2 separate regions of the Zea mays genome follow, and region 1 is linked to region 2. The links are chromatin contacts, called in public Hi-C maps. All regions are on one chromosome and are shown on one strand. The core of a region is the stretch at or near the end of the contact, and the rest is flanking DNA. Distances in the headings are between cores, read along the strand shown. Region 1 holds the start of LOC100192830 (leucine-rich repeat (LRR) family protein). Region 2 holds the start of LOC100285213 (heat shock 70 kDa protein 4).

Region 1 (3,347 bases), core at 73-2,572, 130 kb before region 2:
GACGGGCGGCTGCGAGTAGAACGCGGCGCACTGCTGCGGCGTGCGCTGCGCGGGGCGGCTGGGTAGGCAATTCTTCGTGTCGCCGCCTCGTGGCACCACGCGCGCGCAGGACGGCGGCTCGCCGGTGAAGAAGTTGTATGCGATGGTGAGGTTCTTGAGGCGCGGAAGGTCGCAGATGGCCTCCGGGACGGACCCCGACAGGCGGTTGTGCGCGACGTCCAGCTGCTCCACCTTGCGCATCCCGGCCACCTGCTGCGGCAGCGGGCCGACGAGAGAGTTGAAGCTAACGTCGAAGACGGTCACCTCCCGGAGCAAGCCGACCTCTGGCGGGACGCAGGAGTCGAGACCGTCGTTGATGAGGAGGATCTCGTTGAGCGTGCCGGACATGTTGCCGATGCTGGCCGGGAGGCATCCGCCAAAGCTGTTGTCGGCGAGCACGATGACGGAGGCCGGCGAGTTGCCCAAGTTGTCGGGGAGCGGCGAGCGGAGGCGGTTGTGGTTGAGGAAGATGGCGTCGAGCGGGCGGTCGAAGAGCTCCGGCGGGATGGCGCCCTCGAATTCGTTGAAGCGGAGGTCGAGGAACTTGAGCGCCGGGAGGTCGAGAACGACGGCCGGGAACGGCCCGACGAGGCGGTTGTTGCTGAGGTCGAGCTCGACGAGGAGGCGGAGCCGGCGGAGCGTGGCGGGCACGAGGCCGCAGAAACGGTTGGAGTTGAGGTGGAGCAGCGAGAGGTCGGCGAGGAGGCCGAGCTCCGTCGGGAGGTAGCCCGCGATGTCGCCGTGGTTGAGGTCGACGCCCGCGACGGAGAGCTCCCCGGCGCCCGGCACCCCCCGCGGCAGCGGCGCGCAGAAGACCCCAGTGTAGTTGCAGACCCCCGGGCCCACCCAGTCGGCGGTGAAGCCCCTGGGGTCGGAGAAGATGGCCTGCTGCTTCCACGTCTGCAGCGCCAAGTACGCGTCCCGCAGCCGCTGGCTGGGGAAGCGCCACGACGGGTCCACCGACACCGCCAGCTCCGCCGCCTCGCCCTGGCTCACCAGTGACACTGCCTCGCCGGCAGCGGCGAGGCAGAAGAGGAGGGACAACAGCACAGCCTCCCTAGTCATCATCGCACCATACCACCGAAAGCAGGGCAAAGAAGAGGTTTCGGGGAGGAGGGTGCTTGTGTTCGGCTCAATCCCACAATGTGGAGCGGAGGGGATTGTGGCGGCGGATTCCTGTGGAGGGAAGGGGATGTGAGTGTGAGCGCCTGGAGTGGGGAGAGGAGTACAGCTGTGTCACAGCTCACAGGGGTTGGGTGGGGTTACCGCTGGGCGCGGAGCGGGGACACCTCTTCCGTTCTGCCTTGTGCGGCGGCGGAGAATTTATGGCGGGGGAGTAATGCCGGGGCCCCCGCCGTGTCTGGCCCTGCCACTTGCACACGGGAGGTGCCGAGGAGGAGGAACCGTACGGTAATTATGGCGGCGATCGGGTGGGTTTACTTTTGATTTCCAACTCCCTTCGTCTACCTGCTAGTTATCTCTCTAGTGCTGGTTTGACAAAGGAATGTGAGAGTATTTGATGGGAGGAAATTCTCGGCTATTCCGGTTTAATGACATTAACAAGGCATTTTCTCCCTCTCAATCATATCTAATTTCCTTGTCACTAATCAGAAAAAAATCCCATACAACCCAGATGCAAACCATAATTCCTGCAACCCTTTATAATCTGAAAGATAGGCCGCACCGGGAGCAGCAACAACGACGTTTAAAACACTATTTTGTACTACATGGTGGTGCATCGTTTTTGAGTCCACCATCAAGGATATGATTGCTACAAAAGATTTCTACCAAACCAGTCCTTATGGGGAAACAAAGTCTATGCATAATTAGGGGTGGTAATGGATCGTAATTCAAATGTTTATTCATAAATTGCTAGGGCCCTAAATTAGTTTTAGTTGAAAAATAAATAGAAATATGGCTCGATCCTAACATTTTATAGTGTCAAAATTTAGAGCCCATCGTCGCCACTATGCATAGTAGATGCAAACTCATTCCATTGCAACCCTCACATTTATAAACGATAGGTCCACATGGACAGAAGTTACAATCAGTACCAAGCGGTTGTAACTTGTGTCCTTATAGATGTGGTTCTGTAGCTCATTAATGTGAAAGGCCACAACGAAATGAGTTTGCATCTGGTATATATATATATATATATATATATATATATATATATATATGTAGCCCTGGGCTCTCTCTAGCTAGAGAAAGTCCTAGTCATCTAATCCGAACGATCGACCCACTAATCCAGACGCACCACCCCCTGAACCACCAACATGATATCAATAGATTTTACGATTAGTTACACAAACGTTTACGATGGTTTACACCACGACCCGCTCCCTCATTACCACCGCATCCACTCGGTCAACCGCGACCCGCGACCATATTGTGAGACCCCACCACAACCATCCCACGCGCCCCAACTGCTCTAACATAATCCGCCGCCGTCATCACCCTCAACCTCCACCGTCTCCATTGTTCCTCCCGTCTGACGGTGCGTTTGTTGCCCCCCTCGCTTGCAGGGTGGAGGCACGAATGAGGCGCCCATCATCTCCATCCTCGGTCACCACGATGCCACGTAGTGCCATGCCATCCACCGCGCTTACGCCGAGGCCTACGACGAGGAACTCCTTTGCTCCATCACAAACGAGATCTCCGGTGACTTCGAGGTAAAGTGACCCACCAATGATCATTGCCACATGCGCGGGCATCTTCCTCTGCATGAATCGTCTCCAAATCTCTCTCTCTCTCTATGACTGGGTTGTGATGGGACCAAAGGGTTGTGATCCTGTGGACGCTCGACCCAGCGGAGCGTGATGCGATGATGGCTAATGAGGCGGCACGTAAGTGGAAGCCTGAGGCTGTACGCAGTCGAAGACTGCATGGCCTGCGCTATCCACTATAGCGTAAAACACCTTCTGCAGCGGAGACTGCATGGAGTGCGCTATTTTACAGTGGCAGTGGAGGAGCGTTATATCAAGCGTTGTACGGATGCAGTGCGCTATCCACTGTGCCGTGAGGTTGGCCAGCAAAAACGCAGTCACGTGTACATAGGAGAGAATTAAAAAATGATATAATACGTAGTAGTTGGTATAGAGTTGAGATATGGAATAAATATGACTGCGGAGGTTTATGGTATAGAGTAGAGAACCTTGCTGACAAGTACAGAATATTCTTTTTAGAGTAGAAATTTAGAGTTGTATGAGTGCAGATAGCCTGAGAACCGTGTGCTCGTCGAGATCGCCTGCACGCACACCTCCGCGTAGATTTTCATGGCCACGCATGTTTTTCTTGGTCTCTGGATC
Region 2 (3,686 bases), core at 854-3,353:
TAACACAGAGCTAGACAAAACAAACGGATCTCAAAAGCAAAAGTAAGAAGGTGATAAGGAAAGGCTATTCAACTCTTGACACTGAAAGTGATTTGAACTATTTTTCTTGAACTTGTAGTTCCAGTGGCACACATTTTTCTAAACATTAGCAAGTCAGAGTGGGCAGCAACAAACAGCTTTCCAAGCCATAATGTGTATGTCGTTATGCAAGTATTGCAGTATCCCCATTAGTTTCAACGGAGCATAGACGACAGTCTATCATATAGACCGGCACTAGAATAATCTAACCCTGCCATAGCTTAAAACAACATAGGAAGAAAAAAAATGAGATTATACCTGGAATTCCCGCACTTTGAAAGTGGGGCTGAGAATAGCACACTGGAGAGCACAGCCCCGCGCAACACACTCGCTTGCATTCATGGTTCGTCTCGGCTCCTTCCCAAAAAAATCAGTGATTATCTTGATTATGGCTGGAACACGAGAACCAGATCCGACAACCTCAACAAAGTGCACATTTTCAGTTGTCAAGCCAGCTTCAGCCAAGGCCTTCTCCAAGGGTCCTTTGACACGTACCAGCACAGGTGCACTGATGTGTTCAAACTCCTCTCTCTTAATAAACCCTCTCACATCTTTCTCATCCATCAAGCACTCAATGTTCAGTGGGGCCTCTGGGTTGGCGCTCAGCATCTTCTTAAGCTTCTCACACGCCACACGCAACCTAAGGCATGCACGGGCATTCTGGTAAACATCAATCTTATATTCTTCTTTGAACTTCGCCGCGAAGTGCTTGAAGAGGGCCTCATCGAAGTCCCTCCCACCAAGAGAACGGTCATATGCATGCGAAAGCATCTTGAGCTGTCCCTTCTTGTAACCGACAATGCTGACCTGCAAGCTAGCATGGCCGACATCAACAAATGCAACGTTTAGCTGGTCATGCTCCGGGAGGTCAGTCTTATAAATGCCATAAGCCAATGCCGTGGCAGTTGTCTCATGAAATAGCTGCAACGGCGTGAGGCCTGCAATAGTAGCAGCATCAAGAACAGCCCTGCGCTGCAAATCACTGAAGTACACAGGGATGCCAATGCAGCAATCAACAACCGCAGTCTTAAGGTTCCCCTCAGCAATGCCCTTCAGATTGGACAGCACCATGGCAAGCAGCTGGGTGGGGGTAAACGTCCGCTCCTCGCCCAGGAACCGCACATGTACCAAGGGAAATCCATCGGGGCCCTCCGTGACACGGAACGGGAAGGACGCGAGATCACTCTGGAGCTCGGGGTCGGAGAACTTGCGGCCGAGCAGGCGCTTGATCTGAGAAATGGAGTTTTTGGGGTTCATGGTTGAGGACGCGGCGCCCGCCGTACCGATGAACCGCTGCTTGTCCCCGAAGCAGACGATGGCGGGTGTCTCGCGTTTGGACTCATCGTTGAGGACCACGTCGATGCCGCGCTGCCGCGCGACTGCCACAATGCAGCTCTCATTGCCGAGATCGAATCCCACAACGCTCATCTTCGGTTCACCCTCAGCCGCTGACCACTACAGAATAGATCTGATCACAATCAATCCCTGCAAACAGCAGCCAGATCTAGCAGTTAGGTCCGCTAGCCGCATCACAATAATTATTGGCATATAACCGTGAAACCGTCAACCGTGTCCTCCTCGGCCACAGAAATGATGTACAGAGGAAATCGATTTTTCAATCCAAAAGCGCCACTAAACCCGACCTAAAACCACTGAAACCCCCAAATCCCAACCCTCGGCTAAATCTAAAAAAACATATATAAAACGCGGTTTTAAAACGCTAAAAAGAATCCGAAGGCAGAGAAAACTGCATGATTATGTAGGTCGACCGGGAGGACGCAGAGACCGGAAGGCGGAGAGATCGAATGGTACCTGTGGCGGCGCGGGGCAGGCCGTGCCGGCGCCGGGGCCGTTGGAGACTTCCTGAAGCTCGGTCCTAGCAAGCAGCGGCGCCTCGACTTCTCGCGTCGTCGTCGTCGTCGTCGTCGTCGTCGTCTCTACGAGAGCTTTCGCGAGGGAAGGCGGGGATATATCTCACCGAGTACGAGGGGCGGGGCGCCGTGCTGCACTGCTGTGTGGTGTGGGTGTGGCGGTGTGGCCGTGAACGTTCTAGGAGTTGCCAGAGATACTGTTCGTTCTTCGGACTGACGTGTTGGCCCAGGTTCTGTTCATTCTTTCGTCTGACGTGTTCGGCCCGCGCTCGCAGGAAGCAGGTCACAATAGAACGTTCTGGGCTCTTCACGACTCACTAGTAAAGTGCTCGCGGTCCGCGCGAGCCCCCGTTTCTTGACGTGTTTACATAAGATACAAAATCTTATTGCTTAGAGAGGTATATATACATATATAATTGTTTGAAGTAGTAGAGTAGTTTAGGTCGTAAATAATATAACATGAGCAGTGTGAACGCTATCTTACATTGATATTGTGTGTAGCTTACCTTATGCCTTTAGTGAAATCTGCTCGAGCTATCTTCATACTGAATTAGAACTCTATAGTTTTTTAGTATGCTGTGATAACTGGCAAGGAAATTATTATAATATATATAAACTAAAAAAACACCTCAACAAAAGGTGTGTCTAGCAATAAAAGAGCATATGCCATGCTTAGTTAGTCTTTGTGCATAAAGTGAGCTACAATTGTCTATGAGGACAAAAAAATGATTTCAATTAGGAAGGATGAATAGTAATGATAACTTACATGCTAAATGAAAAAGATTTTTTTTGAAACCCTGCAGGTCAATAGATTAGTTGATAAAAGAAGAAGAGCATTTAGCATATCCATTCTACAGGCTTGTTGAGAACAATATAATTGAGAAACCCTTTCTTTAATCTATCAGTTGAAGCCTTAAGGATCTCTTTATAGTGTTTCCCATAATTACAATTCCTGTAGTTTGCAAATTGGAACTGCGGAAATATGAAACTTTCATCAGGCGTATGTTCAAATAAGAGTTATAAAGTCACTTGTTCATATGAAGAAACCTGAAGGAAAAAACCCCAACCTTGATAGGAGGCAGGAGCTGTGCATAAAAGAAGAGGTTTCACCCATTCATTTTATGCTGGACAAATGAATGACTCACAAACCCAAGAAAGCAAAATACAGCTTGGTTTATTAGCATTCGAAGTCGTAATGAGTATGCAACTGAACAATTTGGGTGATTCTTGGTTGATATAGTTGTATCGATGTTTATACATGTTGACATGCATACGTATATACAAGGATAACACATTTGATCTATGAATCTGTGTCAGTGTTGCTATAGTTTATAAAAAGCAATTATATATTTGTTTTCTCAGCATCCAAAGTCAATATGAGTAATGAACTTAGACCCTTTTTGGAAAACCCAGTTTTTAAAAAACCAGTTTTTTAAGAGACCAGCTCCTTGATTTTAAAAAACCGAGAATCTAATTTCTATAAACTGAGTCATAAACTGGTATGCTTGGAACCTCCTTAATTTTTATAAACCAGTTTTTTTAAAAAAAAATTATTGCTATCAAACAGAGTTTTAGTAATCTAAATATTTCGTGTATCATGATGAAGATGTATGTATGCATGTAGATATAATCATTACAAATTGCGTTTATTGTATACGCATTTATCGATGGAATCTAAAAGTTTTGCAAAGAATATATATTGGAAAATGCAGTAAGGGAATAAGTGAATACAGACAG

Evidence for each region. Hi-C and Micro-C count contacts between places; a contact is called where the count stands out from the background.
Region 1: a contact with region 2 is called in a Hi-C map of leaf, with 4 times the contacts expected there. The contact joins the promoter of LOC100192830 here to the promoter of LOC100285213 in region 2. A contact is called at or near these places in 4 of 25 Hi-C or Micro-C datasets (ear, leaf and tassel).

What each region holds. Positions count from the first base shown.
Region 1 is chr8:92,058,598-92,061,944 of Zm-B73-REFERENCE-NAM-5.0, reverse strand. It overlaps LOC100192830 (leucine-rich repeat (LRR) family protein), which reads right to left and starts at 1,322. Exons shown (of 1, transcript NM_001138021.1): 1 at 1-1,322. The coding sequence starts at 1,107.
Region 2 is chr8:91,925,875-91,929,560 of Zm-B73-REFERENCE-NAM-5.0, reverse strand. It overlaps LOC100285213 (heat shock 70 kDa protein 4), which reads right to left and starts at 2,103. Exons shown (of 10, transcript NM_001158107.1): 1 at 1,891-2,103; 2 at 337-1,563. The coding sequence starts at 1,506.